3 separate regions of the Mus musculus genome follow, and regions 1 and 3 are each linked to region 2. The links are chromatin contacts, called in public Hi-C maps. All regions are on one chromosome and are shown on one strand. Each heading gives the region's core, a stretch centred on a gene start, on an enhancer-like site or on the middle of the called end of the contact. The rest is flanking DNA. Distances are from core to core; before and after follow the strand shown.

What was found. A called contact is a pair of places that touch in the nucleus more often than the background predicts.
Region 1: a Hi-C map of liver shows a contact between it and region 2, with 4 times the contacts expected there. The contact joins two enhancer-like sites. A contact is called at or near these places in 2 of 484 Hi-C or Micro-C datasets (cortical neurons and liver) and 1 of 9 other capture datasets (embryonic stem cells).
Region 3: a contact with region 2 is called in a Hi-C map of the N1E-115 cell line, with 2.4 times the contacts expected there. The contact joins two enhancer-like sites.

Annotation. Positions count from the first base shown.
Region 1 is chr1:64,017,550-64,020,249 of GRCm38.p6, forward strand. No RefSeq gene overlaps it. Among named protein-coding and RNA genes, the nearest start is that of Mir6899, 24 kb to the right of the region's middle. Within about 2 kb of position 1,267, at least 39 of the 459 cell types and tissues checked have an H3K27ac peak or open chromatin away from gene starts, as enhancers often do. A contact at or near this core is called in liver, where this site is marked.
Region 2 is chr1:64,372,736-64,375,435 of GRCm38.p6, forward strand. No RefSeq gene overlaps it. Among named protein-coding and RNA genes, the nearest start is that of Gm35803, 95 kb to the left of the region's middle. Within about 2 kb of position 1,441, at least 34 of the 459 cell types and tissues checked have an H3K27ac peak or open chromatin away from gene starts, as enhancers often do. A contact at or near this core is called in the N1E-115 cell line and liver, where this site is marked.
Region 3 is chr1:63,993,399-63,996,098 of GRCm38.p6, forward strand. No RefSeq gene overlaps it. Among named protein-coding and RNA genes, the nearest start is that of Gm13749, 30 kb to the left of the region's middle. RefSeq lists an enhancer at 1-2,700. Within about 2 kb of position 1,418, at least 114 of the 459 cell types and tissues checked have an H3K27ac peak or open chromatin away from gene starts, as enhancers often do. A contact at or near this core is called in the N1E-115 cell line, where this site is marked.

The sequences.
Region 1 (2,700 bases), core at 17-2,516, 360 kb before region 2:
AAAGCAAATGAATAAGCATAAACACACAGTTCTAACTAATATAAATTGCCTTGAGCATCCTTGAATTCCCAGGGTTTAGCCCAGTCTTTAGCTTAGCATTTACTCATTAGCTAAATTAGTAAATTAATTAATCCCAACTCCTGTATCATAAAACACCAAACGAAAATGCTTCCTCTTGTAAAAGAACACATACAATGGTGTAGCTGTGGCTTCACTTGTAAAACAAAGCTGCCTGCTTTAATCTAAACAGAGTAGAGCACACCTTCTGAGCAAGCAAATTTACAGAATATTTTAACCCATTTATAAACATAAAGATCTGCTAAGTGACGCAAATCTTTGTACAACCTATCATGGTTGAGTTAAATTTGCTCGGTATGGGCTGGACAGCACACCAAGGAGAAATAGAATTAGTAGAGTTGCTTTTTTTAAAATCTCAGGCTTCCTATTTAGGGTCCTACAGCCAAATCTCCCTGGGCTAATGGCCCTCCCTGGGCTCTAGTGTCCTCAATACAAAGGAGAGATGGTGCTAAGGACACAGGCTTAGATCCTGGCTGTTTCCCTAGTTCCCTGTCATGAGAACTATTATTTAAAATCTAGATAATAAAGCAATGAGATCAGATGTGCTATCAGAGTTGGAAACACACTACCACCTGTGATCAGGTTGTGACAGTCACTATCAAGTGTCTCTTAGAGGGGAAACAGCTCCGATGGTCTAGGGTTAGCAAGAGTGAGGCGGACCTGAGTCTAGGTCTACAGCATCGGCTAAAAGAGCAGGCATCTGCGACTGGGGAGGGAGGGAGTGATGGCAAAGACCTGAGGCTTCCTGGAGCTGGTTAGCTAGCCACCTCAGTCCAATTGGTGAGCTCCAGACCCAGTGAGAGACACTGTTTCAAAATGAAGGTAGAGAAAGACAGAGGTGAGACCGGACCTTGACCTCTGGTCTTCACAGCTTATGCATATGTACACACACGCGCGCACACATGCACATTAAAAACTGAAAGTTCCTCTTAGACCACTGTGGGGATGCTTTTGGAACCCTTGACGCCTTTCCTTTTACTCTCATTTCCATCATTTCTCCTTGAAAGCTGCTTCTCAAGGCAGGAATGTTTTCTAACGACAGCGCGTTGGCCTTGCTTACATTTTATTTGGAAGGAAATCCAAATCAGTGAACAAGCAAGTAAATGGAAAAGCCTGCTGCTGGGGAGGGACAGACACGCAGCGGTCATTCTGTTCAGATCGTCTAAAAATACACCATCAAAGACACTGGCCTCCTGTGGGGTGGGGGGTGGGGAGAGCCGCTGGTTCAGGGCACCCAGCTCACTCCAGCCCAGAAAGGAAGGAGAGAACGGAAGCCGACTTAATCACAGTCCCTCTATGGCACGGGGTTTCCTACCCTCTTCCTGCCAGTGCTCTCCAAGAATTGTAGGAAATCAGAGGTCCAACGTGTAAAAAAAACAGCACTTAGCAAAGAAAATGATAAACATTCCTAGCCAGGTTCTGTTTTCTGAGAACACATTGATTAGTTTTTGAGGAATTCAGCCAGTGGAGAAACAGCCGGAAGGAAGCTGGGAAAAGCCCATCTCAGGCGTGAACTAACCAGCTACAAGGTAGACTCTTGAGAAGTAGGGGGGCACTGTGTTTGGGCACCCAGAAGGGCAGTCAAAGAGGTGACAAGAAAACTACACACGTACTAGGAAACCCGATCCCAGTGTTTAGAATTTCTGTTTGTGATATGTATGCTACCACAGCAAGCATACAAGGACGGCCCACTTGTTCCCTTGCATAGACTAGAGAATTCCTGCAGGCATCTTCAAAGGAGCCAGAACAGTACAGGTGGTGTGTGCTCAAGTCTCCTCAATGCTTGTAAAATTAATCTTGGAATATTTTTGGAATTCCAAACTGCAAGAGGAAATCCTGTTTAAAAGATCTGGCGCAGGAGGGGAAGTAGCCTGGTGTCTCCCTCCTACTCTGTCCATTTTCCTTACTTGCAGCCACTGCAGCACTGCTGAAAGATCAAGGCCCAGAGAGGCCAAGCAATGGACTTCAGGCCACACAGCTCACCAGTGTCACAGCCCGAGAGCTAGGGAAATGAATCTAGAGCCTTCTCTTATCCTTTTCTTCTACTAGGCTGTTTTACCCGTGACAAAAGTCGCATATCTTACACACGTTATCTTTGTCCTAATTGGAATGAAATTAGGGCTTTTCTCTCACTGTGTTCTCTGCTCTTGCTCTCATGGAGCTGCCGCGAATGATTCTGATTTTTTTCCCTCTAGCACTGTTCACAGGTGAATGTCACAGGTATGAATGCGGAGGAACCCATCTTTCTGCTAAGGGGAGTCGGCACGCTGTCCCTGAAGGTAGGAGTTCACCACGAATTATTAGCATACACAGCTCAAGTGTCTGCAAGGCTAGATGGAATATTCTAAAGTTTACCTCACGACCATGAAAGGGGCGTAGTTTGTGCTTTACCCTATAGAAGAGTCTCTGGGTGACATTTGCCTTGCTCCTGCCTTACCTATGGCTTACCTGAGTTCTAGAAGGATGAACACACGCACCTTACCAGGGATGAACCATAGCTCTGAACCTGAACAATCGGAAAAAAAAAATTTTTTTTTTCTCTCAGGAAACTGGAATTGGGGACTGGAAGATTATGAGCTTCTGTGGGGAGCCAGGTCATGGCAGGAAAGAAATTAAAAGTGG
Region 2 (2,700 bases), core at 191-2,690:
CTTTACTAATCATCTACCTTGTGGTCAACAGTATGCTAGACCTCATGTACCCAAAACAATAGACCAAAGCTCATAGGATAGAAGGGATAGCAAAAATTCAAACAAGCTGGGCGTGGTGGTGCACGCCTTTAATCTCAGCACTCGGGAGCAGAGGCAGGCAGATTTCTGAGTTCAAGGCCAGCCTGGTCTACAAAGAGAGTTCCAGGACAGCCAGGGCTATACAGAGAAACCCTGTCTCAAAACAAACAAACAAACAAAATTCAAACAAATATGATACTGAATTCTCTGCCACATGCAGATAAATATAAGGCACTTTGGTGCTTTTAACACAATCCCAGAGGGCCTCCTAGAGGAGATGACTTTTAAGGTAGATATGATCAGAAAAGCAAAGTGTGGCAGACAATCTTAGTAAGCATGAAGATAATCTAGAAATAAAGGGTCAGTGACGACATAGGACATGGTATGATATGGGTGCCACCAGGCTGGAGCACAAGCTCCATCAAGGGAAGAATGAAAGAATGCACAAGTTTCAGTAGACTTCAGGAAGCCTGCTGATGCGTGGAAGAAACACAGATACATTACCTTTGGCTCATTCTTCAGAGAAAACTGCTAGGAAAACATCTTTGTGTTCAGTGTGTTGATGATAAAGTAACCAGGTTGTACAAACCATGACATGGACTCAGGTATTCCATCATAAACTAAAAACTGTGTCTCTCTGGTCCCTCCACCACTAGCAGCTTCAGAGTCACATACTAAAGCTTATGTCCCAATGGGATAGAATCTGGGAGGTAATTATGCCTAGATATAGTCTCGGATATAAGACTCCAGTGTGCGAATAAGACTCTGATAAAAAGAGGAAAGGCCAGGAAGATGGCTCAGTCAGTAAAGTGCTTACTTGCCTTGTAAGCATAAGGACCTTAGGTCAAATAATCCAGAACTCAGTCCAGTTATGGGGGTCAGAGAGAAGCAGGTTTCTTCGCTCTCTGGCCAGCTAACTTGGCCATGGTAAAGTTCCAGACCAATCAGAAACCTTGTCTCAAAAGGTAGAAGATGATGCAGAAGCAATACCTGAAGTTTCCCTTCAACCTGTGTACATGTACATACACACACACACACACACACACACACACACACACATATGCGCACACATTATACACAGATGGGAAGAGATACCAAAGCTTCCTCTTCTGCCATGTGATCATATATTGAGAAGGTAAGCCAGAAACCAAATGAGATAGCAGCTGATCTGAGACTTTCAGACTCCACAACTTGAGAGAATGTTTCTGTTGTTTAAGCCTAATCTCCAGGGGGTTGTTGCCATGCTGTGAGACTACTAAAGTGCTTCTCTTTCACTCCCGTTAGTCTTAATGTGGTGACTCAGGCTGGTCCTTCTGTCTGTGGCTTCAGCCTTCTTACTCTATTTGATGACCCCACATCCTTGCTTACATAAGTCATCCCAGCCATTACTAATGGCTTGGTCAGTGGCATCCTGAGTGACCTGGAAGATTATGATTAGGACATAGTAAGTCCAGGACTAACAAAGTCAGGGCTCTTCATAGTCTATTTGACTGATCTGGTGGAAGAAGGCTAGTAAGGATGTTGTCAGTAACAAAGCAGGAATAAAGCACGCAGGGAGTGGTGTTCATGGACAGACAGTGGGAAGAAGGGGAGGAAGCCCCACCCACAGAGCAGGAAGGTCAGAGATGAGAACAGAACGGATGGCACAGAATATCACCTTCACGGGTGAAGTGTTCCAGAGCCAATCTGACAAAATAATGCCCGAGAATTTCCTGTTTGAATCTGAGCTGCTCGGCTCCAGCAGGAAGCAGCACCCTATTTTCATATAGTCACATTTCTGCCACCCACGTGGCCTGTCAACCCTTGAAAGTAATACTTCCCACCCACCCACCCTGTGGAAATCTGCAGACTTCCCACAGGGCAGTTTCCAAATACCCAAAGCCCCACTCAATCAGAGTAGCACATGGCCATACATATTTAGGGATTTTAATCTTTCCACATAAATCACTCCCTCTGGCTACTTAATCATGTGTGACAACTTGCAGTGACTGCATCTCGTGCTCTGACTTCCCTGAAAGGTCTTGCAAGCTAAGCAGGGTTAAGCTGAGTCAGTAACTTGAATGAAAGGCACAAGATCCACACCGGAAATGCACGGAACGAGTCAACAAGCAGCACATCTTTCAGAACTGTGACCTCTCGCCACCAGGAAGTGGAGCTCTGGGTGACTCTAGAAACTATGTGACAACAGCTCACGGTGTCCTCCTCGCCTGTGGAAACTGGCCTCTCAGCATTAGCCCACTCTGTGGGTCTGTGCTCCTGTACTGGCTAGTTTTGTGTCAACTTGACACAGCTGGAGTTATCACAGAGAAAGGAGCTTCAGTTGAGGAAATGTCTCCATGAGATCCAGCTGTGGGGTATTTTCTCAATTAGTGATAAAGGGGGAAAGGCCCCTTGTGGGTGGTGCCATCTCTGGGCTGGTAGTCTTGGTTCTATAAGAGAGCAGGCTGAGTAAGCCAGGGGAAGCAAGCCAGTAAAGAACATCCCTCCATGGCCTCTGCATCAGCTCCTGCTCCCTGCCCTGCTTGAGTTCCAGTCCTGACTTCCCTGGTGATGAACAGCAGCATGGAAGTGTAAGCTGAATAAACCCTTTCCACCCTAACTTGCTTCTTGGTCATGATGTTT
Region 3 (2,700 bases), core at 168-2,667, 380 kb before region 2:
GGCATAAAGCACAGTCATGGTGGCCTTGCGAATGAAGTTTCAGGAGCTTTGATTCAATTCCATTAACCAATCTTGAGAGGGGCTGGGACAAGGGGACATTAGAACCAGCCTCCCAGTGGAGTGAGCAGCTCACCTGTAAAGGAGCCTGCCCTGAGAGGTCTAGGAACTTTGATGAAAATTTTAAGGATGTAGGTAGAAAATGAATGGCAAAAACGTCCCCATCCCCCTACCCCAAGAAAGTGCCTTTAGTAAGCTAGGCCTTAACCCCTGTTCCTGTTTATGCCTCGCAGGTAAGCTTCAGGGGGTTAGGGTGGGTGGATTACTCCCTAGCAATGCCGGGAAGTCCGTCTACAAGCCAATTAGAACACACCCAGATTTGCCAGGAAAGCATTTGCCTCACTTGACTTTATTGGTTTCATAAAACAAGTGAAAGAAATCAGCAAGCTCACCATCCTAGCCAAGATGAAAGGCCAACCGGAGGCCACACAGGCTCCTGGCTGCAACCCTTCTCCTAGCATGCTATCCTGATCTGTACAGCAAGCACCATGTGGTCTCAGGAACACATCAGCTTCCATGTGATGGGAGATCTCCGATTTAGTCTCAGCACCCCTGAGTGTGTGCCCTGCATCTTGGAGAACTCACACTGTTTTTCTGAGCCTCGGCATCTTTGTCTGTCAATTTCAGGTGAGGTCACTTTATACAAGCTTGGATGTACATAATTTAAAACCTTAAAGGAAGCCAAATACTTATATGCAGAGGATCATCTTCATTCTGCCTTCACTCCCTACATTACCTTCTGGGGTTGGTGTTTAAGCCTAAACATAAATTATCTTTGCTGTTATTGACTCTCCATTGCAAGCAGTGAAGAGAGAGAGGAAGAAAGGCGAGGGAGAGAGAGAGAGAACATGTGTCCCTCGCTTGCCTTTTCTTTCTTTCTTTGTCACTTCTCAAGGTTTCTGGGAAAGGAGCAAATAGAACAGAGTGCTCTTGTCCAGCCCCTTACCCCTCCCCCTGGCCGGAGATGGACACTTTCTACTACTCCCTCTTGTCCCCTCCCCCATCCTCATCAGAGCAGTCAGGGATGTGAAAGCCCTGTGAGTAATTCCAGGGTTTGCCTGACCTTCGCCAGACAGAAACAGTGTGTGGTTCACGGTCTTTTCTGGGGTCCACAACGGGCTTTTCTGGGGTCCACCACGGGCTTTTCTGGGGCCCACCACGGGCTTTTCTGAACCTGTCCTCAGAGGCAACCTGGCAAATCAGCCTAATGGGCTGATGTGGTTCAAGACTGAGAGTGGAATCGACCCTCCTCCCTGAAAAAAAATTATAAAAAACTGTCTTTATCCCACACTGTGTTCAGTGCCCCAAACAATTACTGATGGTAATTAGCCGTCCAGAACAACAAGCACATTATATCTTGCTCAGCTGTGCTGCCATGGCTCGCGAGCAAAGGGCATTGTGTCTGAGCACAGTCGCTGTGATTTGAAAATCTCCCATGTGGACTCTGGGAAACACGACCCTTGCCGCTTCCCTCTAACCTGGAGAACCAACCCCTGGTTATTAAGCTGGAGTTTCCTTTGGGGCAGAGTTCAAAAGAGAGGCATGAGAACTTGCGCTCCAGAAAACTGTCCGTTTGTTTGAAATTTCTGACAGTCCTGCTGCTTGGTGGGGTATTTTAGCACAGGCTGGTTCTCCTGCATGCGCATCTTGGGTTGTAAGGCTTCCCACGGCCTTGATGCTGTCAATATTGGAACAGGAGCAGGGAACACACACACACACACACACACACACACTACCATGAGTCGGGGAAGCGAAAGGGTGAGAAGTTACCACTCTTTAAACCACAGGAGGGGTTGGAAAGCCAACTTACCAAAATAGCAGTTCAAAAAAAATTTTTTTGAAAAACAAATTCACCACCAAACAGTTTCTCCTGCTCCATTTATTTCAACTAGTGTGGTATTAATAGAACGCCTAACAGCAGGGAGCAGGGAAATAAATGTATTCTCACTCACAAGGGAATGACTAAATGACTCACAAATGCAAAAATAAATAAATGGCTTCCCGTGAAAATCTGAAACTGTATTACCCCAACCGAAACAACGAAGCTTTTTAACTATAACCTAACGTGCTAAATCCGATCAGTTTTATTTGAGGCCATAGATAGATCGAGCGATCAATCTCCATTATCCCCGGTTCCTTTTCATCTTCATAGTGCTATTTTTCTTCCTTCAAGACATTTCAGTTCATTTCCTCAAGCCTTCCTCAGTTTAATGGCTGATTTTCCCACCAGGAAAAAAATCTCACTTCCTCTACAGGAAACAAAGGAAACAACCAAGAAGGAAGCTTTAGAAAGATAAGTCTCAAGACTATTCAGTGAGGAGGAAGCCATTCGGGGTGAGAGGAAGATAACAGGTAGATAAATACTGTGTACCCCAGCTTCTCTCAAACCTTCTGTTAAATGTTAACAGGTGCTGCCTCCTGACACTATAAAAAGATCAACTTTTTGTCTCCTGTATAATTTGTGAACAGGTAGGCCCCGGAGGGCCTGAATGAGGTCATGCCAATTAACTCACCGGTTCCTGCAATCAGAGTGATAATGACATCCTTAGCAACCACGCTATCTATGGCACCGCCCACTGCTGTGAAAACCCTCTTCATCTAAGCAGGTTGGAGGGTGCCTGGCCAGAGCTGTGATCTCAGACC